Regions from separate parts of the Mus musculus genome. Here region 2 is linked to region 1. A link is a contact called in public HiChIP or PLAC-seq data. All regions are on one chromosome and are shown on one strand. Each heading gives the region's core, a stretch centred on a gene start, on an enhancer-like site or on the middle of the called end of the contact. The rest is flanking DNA. Distances are from core to core; before and after follow the strand shown. Region 1 overlaps Fa2h (fatty acid 2-hydroxylase). Region 2 holds the start of Wdr59 (WD repeat domain 59).

Region 1 (6,407 bases), core at 1,799-4,298:
CCTAATCCCCTCATCTGTATTTCCAAATAAGGTCCAGTTCTGAAGTGCTGGGGGTTGGAAGGATTACGAATATGGAAGGGTGTACTGTCCTGTGAAGTGACACTCTGAAGGTGACATTCTTGGTGTGAGGACTGTGGCTTCTTCCCAGAGAAAAAGGAAGGGAGGAGCCCAATATAAAGGAGCATCCACCAACATGCCAAGCCCCTACCTTCTGCCTCCTCTTGACGCTGATCCTTGTCATCTTGCATGAGGAGGAGGAGAGGAGGCCTGGGCTCTCCCTTCATGTACCTTAAGACCCGAGTTCCTCAAGAGCCAGTGTATTTATTACCCAACCCACCCATGGCCTTGGTACAGGGTTCCCTGAATACCTGTTTCCTGTGGGTACAGCCCAGCCTCCCCATCTAGATTCTTTGTTCTGGGAATTTGGGAAAGAACAAACTCCCTGTTCATGGCTGTCCCTGCCCCTCCTTCTCAATGAGTGAGGCACCCACACTTAGCAGCTCACCAGGAGTTTTCCAACAGTCACACTGAGGACTGTATTTATATTCATGCATGTCAGTTTGAACCACAGAATTTGTTAAAAATGCACATCCCCGGGCTGGGGTTGGAAGTCAGTAGAACGTTTCCCAAGCATCCACAAGAAGTGAGGGAGAGAAAAAAAATTTTTTTAGAAATTTCATATAAAAATCTCGTTTTCTGGATCTTCTTAGAAAGCATTAAGTTTGATGAAATAGGCCCTCATCTCCCATGGCCTGGATCTATGTCAGAGCTGCCCCTTCATCACAGACATTCTCTACAGTCTGCCCATCCCCACCATTCTCCCGGAGCCCGAGATCACGTGACGTCGAGCATTGATTAGTATCTCCTGATTGCTTTACATTGAACCTCGATTAGTATTCCCTTACTGCTGGCCTGCCTGCCTTCTGTGCCAATGCTTGTAGCAAAAGGTTTCTCATATTTTTATCTGAAAGTGATGCTTAATCTTCTTTATCAACTTGATGGGATTTTGAATCACTATGGAAACACACCTCTGGCGGGGAAGGTGTTCCCAGCAAGGTTTAACTAATCAGAGAACACCTACCCTGAATGTGGGAGTCACTGAATACAAAGGGGAAAGAAAGTTAAAGAAAAGCATCCATCTCTCTCTGCTCCCTGACTATGCATCCGTGTAAGCAGCTCCCTCCCACTTCTGCCACCATGGCCTTTCTCCCGTGAGATACTGCGTCCTCAAGCCAGGGGCCAAAGTAAGCCTGGCTTTTGTCTGCTGTCTTAGTAAGCAATGAGGAAAATAACTTGTGCACTGTGCCGTTCTTGGTGGCTCTAGTCTGAGGGGGAAATTCATGCAAGCACGTCTCAGTTTATGGAAGCAAAGACTACTCCTGCTCAGACATGGTCTATGAACAGAAGGGGTCTGAGCCACAAGCCACACCCTGACTACTCTTCTTGATACTGTCACCTATCCAGCCTCTGAAGATAGAAGCAAGGAGTTGAGGTGCCATTATCACAAGGAACTGACTTCCTGCTCCAAGAGGAAATGAGGAGGTTATATGGGGGCAGTGGAACTTGAACTCTGGGGATAGGCTGTCCCCAAGAAATAAATGTATTGATGGAGCTATCTGGAAACCTCGGGGGCTACCAGGGAACACCTGGCAGATATTCTGTGGTTTTGGGTCTAATGGGCCTGAGCTTGGTGTGGGAGAGTTGTCTGGGGAGGAAGGCCAAGGGGTATAAGCAAAACTGTTGCCACAAGACAGGAACAAGTGACACCTTGCAACCAGCCAGTGATTGACATTGAGTTGGGAGAAGCTGGGGCAGGTACTGCTCTCTGCATGCTTCTCTCCCAAATGGCCTCAGACTGTGGCTGGAAGGATTTAAGGAGGTCAAAATGCCCACCTCACTCTCCACAGGGTCCAGTGACTCTTAGCTGGGAAAGTGCCAGCCTATGTCACCTCCTCGGCAAATTGCATTGGCAATTCCTTGTAGCCGCCTTTCTCTTTCCAAGGAAAAGCAGCCTCTGGAAGGCACTGGAGCAGTCTTCCCCTGCCACCCTGCCCATATAGAAACCCGCCTCGTATCTTTGCACCTAAACAGGCTGCAATACACGACTGCCAATACACGACTGAATCCTCTCATTCACTAAGTATTTGAGTGCCATCCCAGGGCCCATGCCTCAGGATAGGTAAGGCCAGCAGGCCCCCACCTCAAGGAGCTCAACAGGCAAAGGAAGGAAGGAAGGAAGGAAGGAAGGAAGGAAGGAAGGAAGGAAGGAAGGAAGGAAGGAAGGAAAGGAGGGAGGGAGGGAAGGAAGGAGGGAGGAAGGAAGGAAGGGGAGGAAAGAGGAGAGGAGAGGAGAGGAGAGGAGAGGAGAGGAGAGGAGAGGAGAGGAGAGGAGAGGAGAGGAGAGGAGAGGAGAGGAGAGGAGAGGAGAGGAGAGGAGATAAGCTTGCAGCCCTGAGCACCTTTGTATTTTCCCACAGTAAAGAATTTGGGAGGAACCCAGACACACAGGACTGTCTGGTGCCCCTCACATGGATCCTACGAGAATGTGCTTGCTTGTCAGGTATTGTGCTAATGCCTGTGATTTCGGCAACCAGGAGGCTAAGGCAGAGAGATGGTGAATTCAAGTCCTGCCTGAACTTCATAGCAAGATCCTGTCTCAGTTACCTTTCCCCTAAATAAGAAAGCTGTCACTAGACATAAGTGGGAAGGGGCATCCGCTGTCAAGTCACACTCGTTAGCTCTTGTGTTAATCCTTCTTGGGAAAGCCAATGTAAGTGTGACTACAGAATTACTCACCGTCCTCCCCAATGCTAAAAGTGGTCCGACCTGAAGACATCAACCAGAACAGTCTTCTTAGCTTTGGGATTCTCCGTTGGTTTATAAAGTTCCCTTGGCTTCCTTCCAGGAAGAGAGTCTTAAATGCATTGTGGAAGTTTCCAAAAAAAAAAAAAGTTTAGAGATTTTTAGAGTTAGAGCTGTACCCTATTTCCCTGGGGTGACCTTTGCACACTTCTGATTCATGGATAGTGCTTGCTTGTGGAATGCAGGGGTGAGCCCAACCTGAATACAAAATAAATACTGCCTGGAAAACAGGATCCAGACCTATGTGTGTGTTGTGTGTGACAGCCGCTGCCGGTGAGTCTCAGTTCCTGGAACACCCACCCTCCCCCAGGAGTGGGGCCAGGAAAACCTCACTTGGAGGGTCTTCTATCTACATATAGGAAGGGTTTTCTAGACCCTCTGGGGTCTCACAGCTAGTCTTAAGAAAATCAATGATAAAAGACACATTGGGAGGTTGGGGGGCGGGGGGCATGTCCAACCCAGAATGTTCCTGCTATAGGTGATGTCAGTGTGTGGCTGGTTCCAGCTCTCCTTGAAGTCACTTTCCATCGGATGCCTGTTAAGTCTTGTGATACTACCTCGGGCCTCTGACAGAGAAGGGTGCTGTCCCATTTGGCCTCCCAGGGAGTACTTCGTTTATGTGGTCACTCCAGGAATTGTTGAAAGCGTACCACTCAGGACACTTCCGCCTGATGGCCTCCAGGCCTCGAGCTTTGATTAGGCTGGGGCAGCAGAAGAGGGGGGAAAAGGGCAGGAAGAGCTCATGCCTACACCATCTCCATGTGTCTCTTCTCATCCTTCATGGATGTCAGCTCTCACTCGGGGTCGGTCCACGACTCAAAAGAACTCTCTGGAAAGAACCACTGGCCACTTCATACTGGCATGCGAGCCGCTGAGTCACACTTCCCTGTAAGAACATGTTCTGTTTCCTGGGTCTTAGGAGGAACAGGGCCCCAGAGCAGCTGTCCCTTCGCTTCTCGCAATTAAGAGAGAGTACGTTCTGAACTGAACAAAAGCCTTAATGGGTTTGTTTCCATTTGTAGCTGTCATTTCAGTGAAACTGAACTTTCAATAATTTTTCAAGTAGAGCCTTAGAATTGGTTCAAAGTGTGATAAATATTTTTGTAAAGATGTATTTGTTTGTTTGCTTGTTTATTTTATGTATATGAGTACACGATAGCTATACAGATGGTTGTGAGCCATCATGTGGTTGCTGGGAATTTGAATGCAGGACCTCTGCTCGCTCCGGTCGGCCCCACTCGCTCCAGTTTGCCTGCTTGCCGGCCTAAAGATTTACTTATTACTATATCTAAGCACACTGTAGCTGTCTTCAGACGCACCAGAAGAGGGCGTCAGATCTCGTTACGGGTGGTTGTGAGCCACCATGTGGTTGCTGGGACTTGAACTCAGGACCTTCAGAAGAGCAGTCAGTGCTCTTAACCACAGAGCCATCTCCCCAGCCCCGTTAAATACTTTTAAAATATTTTGTTTCCACTATTAATATAAAGTTGCCAACTGCCCTTCTCTAGAAGATGCCTTTTGCGCTGTAAACCTGTATTTCCTACGTATTTGGTATTGAATCTTCTCTTGTTTGTGCAGTGGTACTGATAGTTACCTTTAAAAAGCACTTTTATTGGGGGGGGGGGGATGCTGGTCTTCAATACATGTGGGAATCCTAAAGAAGTAGGCTCTAATGCCAGTGAAGGAATGGACTTGCTAGAGAGAGAGAGAGAGAGAGAGAGAGAGAGAGAGAGAGAGAGAAAGTTTCCTTCTTCCATGACTTTATATAGGCTGTCTGCAGAAGGTGTGGCCCAGGTTATAAAGGTTTATCTTCCACTTTAAAAGCTCTGGATCCCAGGTGTATCTTCCTACAGAGATTGGGATTAGAAGTGGGTCTTCCTCCTTCAGATGAGTTTTTCACTCTTCCCTTCTGTTTACAGTTTTACTCTGGTGATTTATTGTCTCCCGCTATCCCCAACAGTGCCAGGGAGTGGCTCCTGGGCTCCACCTTGGCTCCTTCAACCCAGATAACCTTCCTCTTGGGCACCATGGCAGTACCAGGTGCCATGACAAACCTGTCATGGAGTGGCCACCACTGCACACACTGCTGTGACCTACCAAGGGAGCCGTGGGAGACCAGGAGGGCAAATGATTTAATTAAGAGAGAGAGAGAAAAAAAAAACCTCACAGTTGTGCCAGGTCATTTTGGCTTTTAGTGAATTCCAGATGTAGTCAAGTTGGCAACCATGGATAGCCATCACAGGAGTAAGCAGAAGGAAAGTCATCTAGGAAAGAGGGGGCTTGATAATAGCACAGTGGCCAAAGCCCTCAGGAGTATTTTGAAACTAAAACATAACTGTAAGGCCATGTATGGTGGCTCACACCTGTAATCCTAGTGCTAATGTAGGCACCAATAGATTTTGGTTAGCCTGGGCTACCAAGTAAGTTCCAGGCCAGCCTGAGCTAGAATGAGACTCTGAAAGGAAAAACAAAAACAACCAACCAGAAAGGAACAAGAAAGATAGTTGAATTGCTAACAGACCAGAAAAAAGAAGCTTGCCCAGAATCTTAGTGAGTGTCCATGTATAATGTGCTATAAAGTCTCCCTTCCTGGTCCTCAAGAGAGTGTAAGATGCTTTGTTTAAAAAGAAAACCACAAAGGGCTGGAGAGATGGCTCAGTGGTTAAGAGTGCACACAAGTCTTGGCAGAAGCCGTGGGTTTGGTTCCCAGCTCACAACCGCCTGTGACTCCAGGTCCAGGGGATCTGACACCCTCATCTGCCCTTGTGTGCACATACCCACACACATAATTAAAAATGAAACAACCTTACTAAGATGGTAGTAGAGCATGCCTTTAATCCCGGCACTCAGGAGGCAGTGACAGGTAGATCTCTGTGAGTTCGGGGCCTACCTAGTCTACATAGTAAGTTCCAGGACAGCCAGAATTACATAGAGAAACCTTGTCTCAATAATCAAACCAAACCAACCAAACAAACAAAAAACAAAATAATAATAATAATAATAATAATAATAATAATGGTTCAGCTTTGGAAGCTGTGTATACATATCTATTATCCCAGCTTAGAAGAGGCTGAGATAGGAGGGTGGTAGTTTTAAGACCAGCCTGGGATATAAAACAAGTCTCTGTCTCAATTAAAAATACACACACACACACACACACACACACACATACACAGAGATATTTTAAGAAGCAGGTATTACGCTGAGAACCCAAAGATGCAAAACTACAGAAACGTCGTGTCGTATCTGGGTTTTCCCCAGAAAATGCCAGCATGGTCACCATCACCATCAAGCTGTCTTAGGAAAGAAAAATGTCAGCACAGTAGCAAACCCCAGTGCCGCTGAGCCTGGTGGTGCACACCTGTGATCCCAGTTCTGGGGAGGCTGACGCAGAGGATGAGTTTGCGATCCACTGGGCTGCGTAGTGAGTTTAAGGATCATCTGGGCTATATACTCTGTCTCGGGGAGAAGAAAAAAGACACCCCAGCTGCCTGCTCAGACCTCCTGAGCTTCTTGCTGGCTTCCCAGAGCCGCTAGGCTTGTGT
Region 2 (6,598 bases), core at 2,141-4,640, 150 kb before region 1:
GTTAGAATGAATACCAGCAAACTCCAGTGATCCTCTTGTCCCTGTCCCATCTCCACCAAGCTAGATCTGCAGTTTCAGGTCCACACTGGAGCCTAGATTTGTTACACAAGTCCTGCGGTTCTGCTTCTCGGGATTTCAAAGCAAATACTCTCATTCAGTAAGCCACTTCCCTCTAGGCCTGTAATAGTTTTGTTTGTTTTGTTTTTTCAAGACAGGGTTTCTTTGTGAAGCCCAGGCTGTCTTGGAACTTCGCTCTGTAGCCCGGGCTAGCCTCAAACTCAGAGATCTGCCTGCCTCTGTTTCCCTAGTACTGGGATTAAAGGCATGCACTACCACTAGCTGGTTGTTACTGTTCTTTTAAAGAGTTTCAGTTTGTGAGAAAAAAACCCTGACAGGTGGATAGGAGAGAAAGCATTCAGGAAAATGACTGACAATTCTGTTTTCTCCTAGATGTACAGAATTACATAGGGATGGAGAGATGGCTCATCAGTAGACCGCTCTTGCAGAGGACCTGAGTTCAATTCCAAGGACCTGAGTTTAATTCCCAGCATTCATACCAAATAAATCACCAAGTACCTGTAACTCCAGTTCTTTGGTATCTTCTTCTGGTCTTCTCAGGCAACTGCACTCATTTGCACATCCCCCACCCCCAGGTCCCCCCTCCCCCCTCCCCTCCCTCCTACACACACACACACACACACACACACACACACACACTTAAAATCTTTTTAAAAAGACTCAGACACAAAGCATTTGAATAGTCTTACGTTACTTTTGGTTGCACAGAAGGTACCCCTCTGACTTAGAAAGGTCTGTGGATCATGAGCACTGCAGGTTGCATCCATTCAGGGCAGATGTTCACGGAGTAGCCTGCATATGCTGGGCCAAGCAGATTCCAACAAAACAGACCAGGGGCCTGTCTGAGGCTTGGAGATATTAAATTAAGTAAATAATTATTGAATTAAACAGCAGCATAGTGCTGCAGAAAGAATTCAATGGGGACATAACTCACTCTTCACACTTCAAGATCTCTGTTCACACTCTTGTGGGTGGGTGGGTGGTTCAGTATAGTTCTGGCTGTCTTGGAACTCACTCTGTAGACCAGGCTGGCCCTGAACATAAAGATCTACCTGCTTCTGCCTCCCCAGTGCTGGGATTACAGGCGTTTGCCCCCACCACCGTGCACTTTGTCCTCTCTCTCTCTCTCTCTCTCTCTCTCTCTCTCTCTCTATATATATATATATATATATATATATATATATATATATATACATATGTATATGTATATATATACACACACACGCACACACACATATATGAAAAAATATGTATATATGTGTGTGTGCGTGTGTGTGTGTGTGTGTGTGTGTGTGTGTGTGAATACACTGATGCTCTCTTCAGACACACCAGAAGAGGGCATCAGATCCCATTACAGATGGTTGTGAGCCACCATGTGGTTGCTGGGAATTGAACTCAGGACCTCTGGAAGAACAATCAGTGCTTTTTTTTTTTTTTTTTTTTTTTTAAAGATTTATTTATTTATTATATGTAAGTACACTGTAGCTGTCTTCAGATACACCAGAAGAGGGCATCAGATCTCATTACGGGTGGTTGTGAGCCACCATGTGGTTGCTGGGATTTGAACTTCGGACCTTCGGAAGAGCAGTCGGGTGCTCTTACCCACTGAGCCATCTCACCAGCCCACAATCAGTGCTCTTAACTGCTGAGCCACCTCTCCAGACCCTTGTTCACACTCTTAATGAAGCTCACACTCTTTTCCTTTTCATAGTATACCCTTCAAAATCTTAATATACTGAAACACTCAAATGTCACCTTCAAGGTGCCACTTCAGGTCTTCAATTTAGGTTATGCCATCTTCACACATTGCTCGCAACTCTATAATAATATGCAGTTCATTCTGCCAAACATTTATCTACCATGGAGGGACCAACTGTTCTTTTTTCTGGTACTGAAGGGTTCTCTGGGATGCAAGTTTTTTTTTTTGCTGGTTATAGTGGTAAAACCTAGACTGTTCCAGGCAGACGACAGTGAAATGATAGTCACCCTAGCCTACAGACAAGTTTGTCTGACCTTTATAACCAGCGTCTGCTGGGGGAAAGGAGTCTACACCTCCTCTCCATTCATGCAACGATCTTCAGAGAGGAATGCTGGTGACAGTTTATACTTGAGCCTTTACAACATGTCAGGCCTAGTGCTTGGCTCCTCTCAACAGCTAAGTATGATATACCCCCTTCTGTAGACAAAGAGATGCTAAGCCAGTTAACCCAGGACTTCAAAGGATAGGGTTGAAGAGGAGCCAACTAGTATCTACTATGCTAAACTTCCTGATTAATTTTTATTTCATCCTCAAAAATTGTCTAAGACTCCAAAAACTGTGTGGATAAAGATATTGCTAGTGTTAGAAATTAAAACCATGAATAGGGAAAAAAAACCATTATGGTTAAATGGCAACTACCATTAACATTAATTACACATCTTCAGTGAAAAAAAATAACACTTTTCAAAACCAAAATGATGTTATCAAAAAGAGGGTCAGCCGGGCAAGTGGTGGTGCACGCCTTTAATTTCAGCATTTGGGATGCAGAGGCAGGCAGATTTCTGAGTTCGAGGCCAGCCTGGTCTACAGAGTGAGTTCCAGGACAGCCAGAGCTACACAGAGAAACCCTGTCTCAAAAAAAAAACAAACAAAAAAAAACCCAACCAACCAACCAAACAAAAAAACAAACAAAAAAAGAAAAGAAAAAAAGAAGGAAAAAAGTCATGTCGTTTAATATTCAGTTTAAACTTCCTCTCAGAGTAAATTCCCTCTGTACTACACATCCTCGGGAGAACTATACCGCACAGTGATGTTAGTAAGATTATAAAATTGTTTTTACCTTTAGGGACTTGTTTTCTCCTCCACCCCCAAAGTGTTGTTCGTGGAGAACCTCAGGAACTACTTCAGAGGCACGGCTGTACAGCATGAAACAAAAAATTGTGCACTCAGATTTTTCAAAGCCTTGATGGCAGGAATCAGAAGAGGTTTTTTCCCTTGGTAGGGATGTAGGTTTTGTTTATAGGCTATGTGTAGGAGAATACGGGGATACCAACCAAATACCAGCAAAAATACAGGACAACTGCCATCTACTCTCTGAACTCAGGCTCTTCCTGGGTAACTGACGCTGTGCTGACATTTGACTACAATTCCCAGCAGAGCTCACGGCAGGGGGCGTGTCGGCAGCCGCGGGGTGCCCAGGTGACTCGTACTGATGACGAAATGAAGGGGCGTTCCTGTTTTGGGGCAGACCTGGTCCGTGGTTGGGGGAGAAAGCAGAAGAGGCGGGGTCTATCATTGGGGTAGCCAATCAGTTGTGGTCAAGTGAAAGGGAGAAACTGGGCGTGGCCGGATTTATTAGCAGGCTGTGTGGGGCTTACTCACGCGGGGAGTCTCGGACTTGGGGGTGGGGTTGGGGGTGGAGGGTCGCCTGCTGGCACCCCACGATCGGGCTAGTGAGATGGCGGCGCGCTGGAGCAGCGAGAACGTGGTGGTGGAGTTTCGAGACTCTCAGGTGAGCTGTGCGTGAATGGAGCCATCTGGGAATGGAGCCATCTGAGCATGCGCTTTCCGTGGTTTACACCCTCACCCGCCCCCCCCCCCATCCCCGCACCCCTGCACCCCCGCCTTTTCATCCATCCCTTTGCTCAGGGTGGGAAGATGGACGCGGTGCTCATCTGGAGCTGTCAGTCAGGATAGCTAAGGAAGCTTTGATTACTGGTCAGGACAGTTAGGGCAAAGGCGTGTATGGCCTTTAGGGTTCCAAACAGGCTTATGGTCTTGGGACGCCAAGATAGTGATTGTAAATGCTAAAGGGATTCTGACCTTGTTCAAGGTAGTGAACTGGGGGAGGTGTCCACTCCCTGAGGTAGTCGACTGCACTTGGTGACTTCGGGAAAGTTGCAGAACTTCTCTGAGCCTCAGTTACTTGGACCAAGTCTCACCTTGGACCATTTTGGGGGTGAATTTGTGAAATACTGTTTTGCGGAGCATCTGTTTCAGCCTAAGTGGTTGCTAATGTGGGAAATACTCTGTCGTTGACAAGATACATGTATTGCTTAGATTGGACACCTGTGAGCCCATCCCTCACATCACTCTCCACGCCTCGGTTTTCTTTTCTTTTTTTCTTTTTTCTTTTTCTTCTTTCTTTTTGGTTTTTCGAGACAGGGTTTCTCAGTGTAGCCCTGGCTGGCCTGGAACTCATTCTGTAGATCAGGCTGGCCTCGAACTCAGAAATCTGCCTTTTTCTGCCGCTGCCTCCCAGATTAAAGGCAAGCGCCACTACTGCTCGGCTATGCCTAGTTTTCTTACCTGTAGAAGGGAGGTTATTATACTTACAGGACTGGCATGAGAATTTTATGAGGCCACATGTTTAAGAAGTGTGGCACATGGCAAGCTTTAAAAATTGTTAACATTGGAGGCCTGCAAGGTGGCTGGCAAAGGCACTGCTGCCAGGCTTGCCAGCCTGAGTTCCAGGACTCACATGTCAGGAAGAACCAGCTGCCATACAATGGTCTCCTTCCTCCATCTGAAAGACTCCGAGAGGAGCCCCTCACTCAGGCCTCGGGACAATAGTGGACACCCAAGAACTCAGGAGAGACCAAGCTTGATGCAAACCACACAAGGCTTTATTTGGGGAAAGCCAGAGCTCTGGAGACGACTCATATCCCACGCAGGGGTAGAGGAGTCGACCACGAGGGGAAAAGGGGCCCAGTTTTTATAGGCCTTCAGGGGGAAAGGAGAGGGAGGGAGAAGGGGATTTCCAGATCTAAACAATGTCTATTCTCAAGAAATGGGTATGGGAGGGGTACAAGGAAAGAGTCTGGTGCAGGTGTAGCAACTCTGGATTGGCCCGGCTGTGGTTGCTGGGGAGATTTTCTGACTCTTTCTCAGCAACCAATATCACAAACACCTGGCAATGGGCTTCATCAGTGGGCACACACATGGGTTCAAGGAATGGCCAAAACATTGGCAGACAAACGGCTTCAAGGAGTGGCCAGAGCATTGTGTACCTCTATTTTTCTAAATCAGTGAAGCTAATTCTGCTAACAATGAAATCTATTTTGCCAATTTCAGGGCTTCTGTGACCTTTTACATTCTGTCAGGATCTTTTACATCCACATCCCGTGGCACTCGTACACACAGTCAATAAGTGAACAATAAAAAATAAAAACAATATCTTTTAAAAAACATTAGCATTGAGTGCTTGAAATGTTTCAGGTATTGGCTCTTGCCAGCCTCCGACCACTTGAGTTCTGTCCCCAGGACCCACATGGCTGAAGGACCAAACCGGCTCCCACAAGTTATTCTTTGATCTCTACACATATTGTGTGGCATGTCTGCCCACACTCATATACACACAAAATTAATTAAAAAAACTAATTTAAAAATTAAAAAAGAGTTTTTACTGACTGGCTATTTTAATCATTTTTCCTTTCTTTAAATTCAAACAAAACATTATTATAGTGAGTGTATGATATATCAGAGGACAACACTTGGGAATCTATACTCTTTTACTGTGGAACTTAAGCTTATGTCAACAGCTGTATCTAGCTAGAATCTTTATACTATGAGCCATCTTGAAGGTACCCATGTAAAATTTTAGGTGTATGGTTGTTTTGCCTGTTTATATGGGAATCGTTCATGTCTAGTGTCTGCTGAGGCCAGATGGAGGCACAGAATCTCCTGGAACTAGAGTTACAGGCAATTGTGAGCCTCCATGTGGATGCTAGAAATCTAACCTGTGTGCTCTGGAAGAGGAAGAAGCAGTCTCTTCCTCCAGTATCTCCCCCCCACACCTTTTTTTTTTTTTTTCTTTTGAGACAGGGTATCATATGTAACTCTGGCTGTCCTGGAACTTATTATGTAGACTAGGCAGGCCTCCGACTCAGAGAGATCCTCCTGCCTCTGTCTCCTGAGACCAGGGGTTAGAGGCACAGGCTAGGACTCTTTTTTTTTTTTTTTTTTAAAGATTTATTTATTTATTATATGTAAGTACACTGTAGTTGTCTTCAGATACACCAGAAGAGGGCATCAGATCTCATTACGGGTGGTTGTGAGCCACCATGTGGTTGCTGGGATTTGAACTTCGGACCTTCAGAAGAGCAGTCGGGTGCTCTTACCCACTGAGCCATCTCACCAGCCCCGCTAGGGCTCTTTTGAAGCAGGATTTCATGCGTTCCAGGCACACTGAGCATAGTGTTAGCTGAGGAGATCTTGAGCTTTTGATCCTCTTGCCTTTACCTGCTCAGTGCTGAGGTCATAGGTGTGCACCACCACACAGAGTTTTAAGCAGGCCTCAGGGCTTCATGCATGCTATCCAAGTACAATACTAACTGAGCTACATCCCTGTGTTTTTATCATTTTTCTGTATTGTGTCAGGCTTCATGCTAGGCAGTCTATCTATGTGTTCTTTTTCTACTTGAAAGAGCCATGCAGGCTAAGTAGGTATTACCCTAGCTGGGCCTGGTGGCCTTTAATCCCAGCACCCGGGAGGCAGAGGCAGGTGGATTTCTGAGTTCAAGGCCAGCCTGGTCTACAAAG

What was found. HiChIP or PLAC-seq counts read pairs in DNA pulled down with a chosen protein or histone mark.
Region 2: a contact with region 1 is called in a FOXA1 HiChIP or PLAC-seq map of pancreatic cancer cells. The contact joins the promoter of Wdr59 here to the enhancer-like site in region 1. A contact is called at or near these places in 4 of 39 promoter capture datasets (the 3T3-L1 cell line, cranial neural crest and pre-B cells), 2 of 115 datasets of contacts at active chromatin or transcription factors (embryonic stem cells and pancreatic cancer cells) and 2 of 9 other capture datasets (adipose tissue and pancreatic islet).

What each region holds. Positions count from the first base shown.
Region 1 is chr8:111,367,237-111,373,643 of GRCm38.p6, reverse strand. All of the region lies in intron 1 of Fa2h (fatty acid 2-hydroxylase), which reads left to right. Among named protein-coding and RNA genes, the nearest start is that of Fa2h, 23 kb to the left of the region's middle. Within about 2 kb of position 3,048, at least 16 of the 459 cell types and tissues checked have an H3K27ac peak or open chromatin away from gene starts, as enhancers often do. A contact at or near this core is called in pancreatic cancer cells, where this site is marked.
Region 2 is chr8:111,518,899-111,525,496 of GRCm38.p6, reverse strand. Wdr59 (WD repeat domain 59) reads left to right here and starts at 3,390. Exons shown (of 26, transcript NM_001170742.1): 1 at 3,390-3,569. The coding sequence starts at 3,516.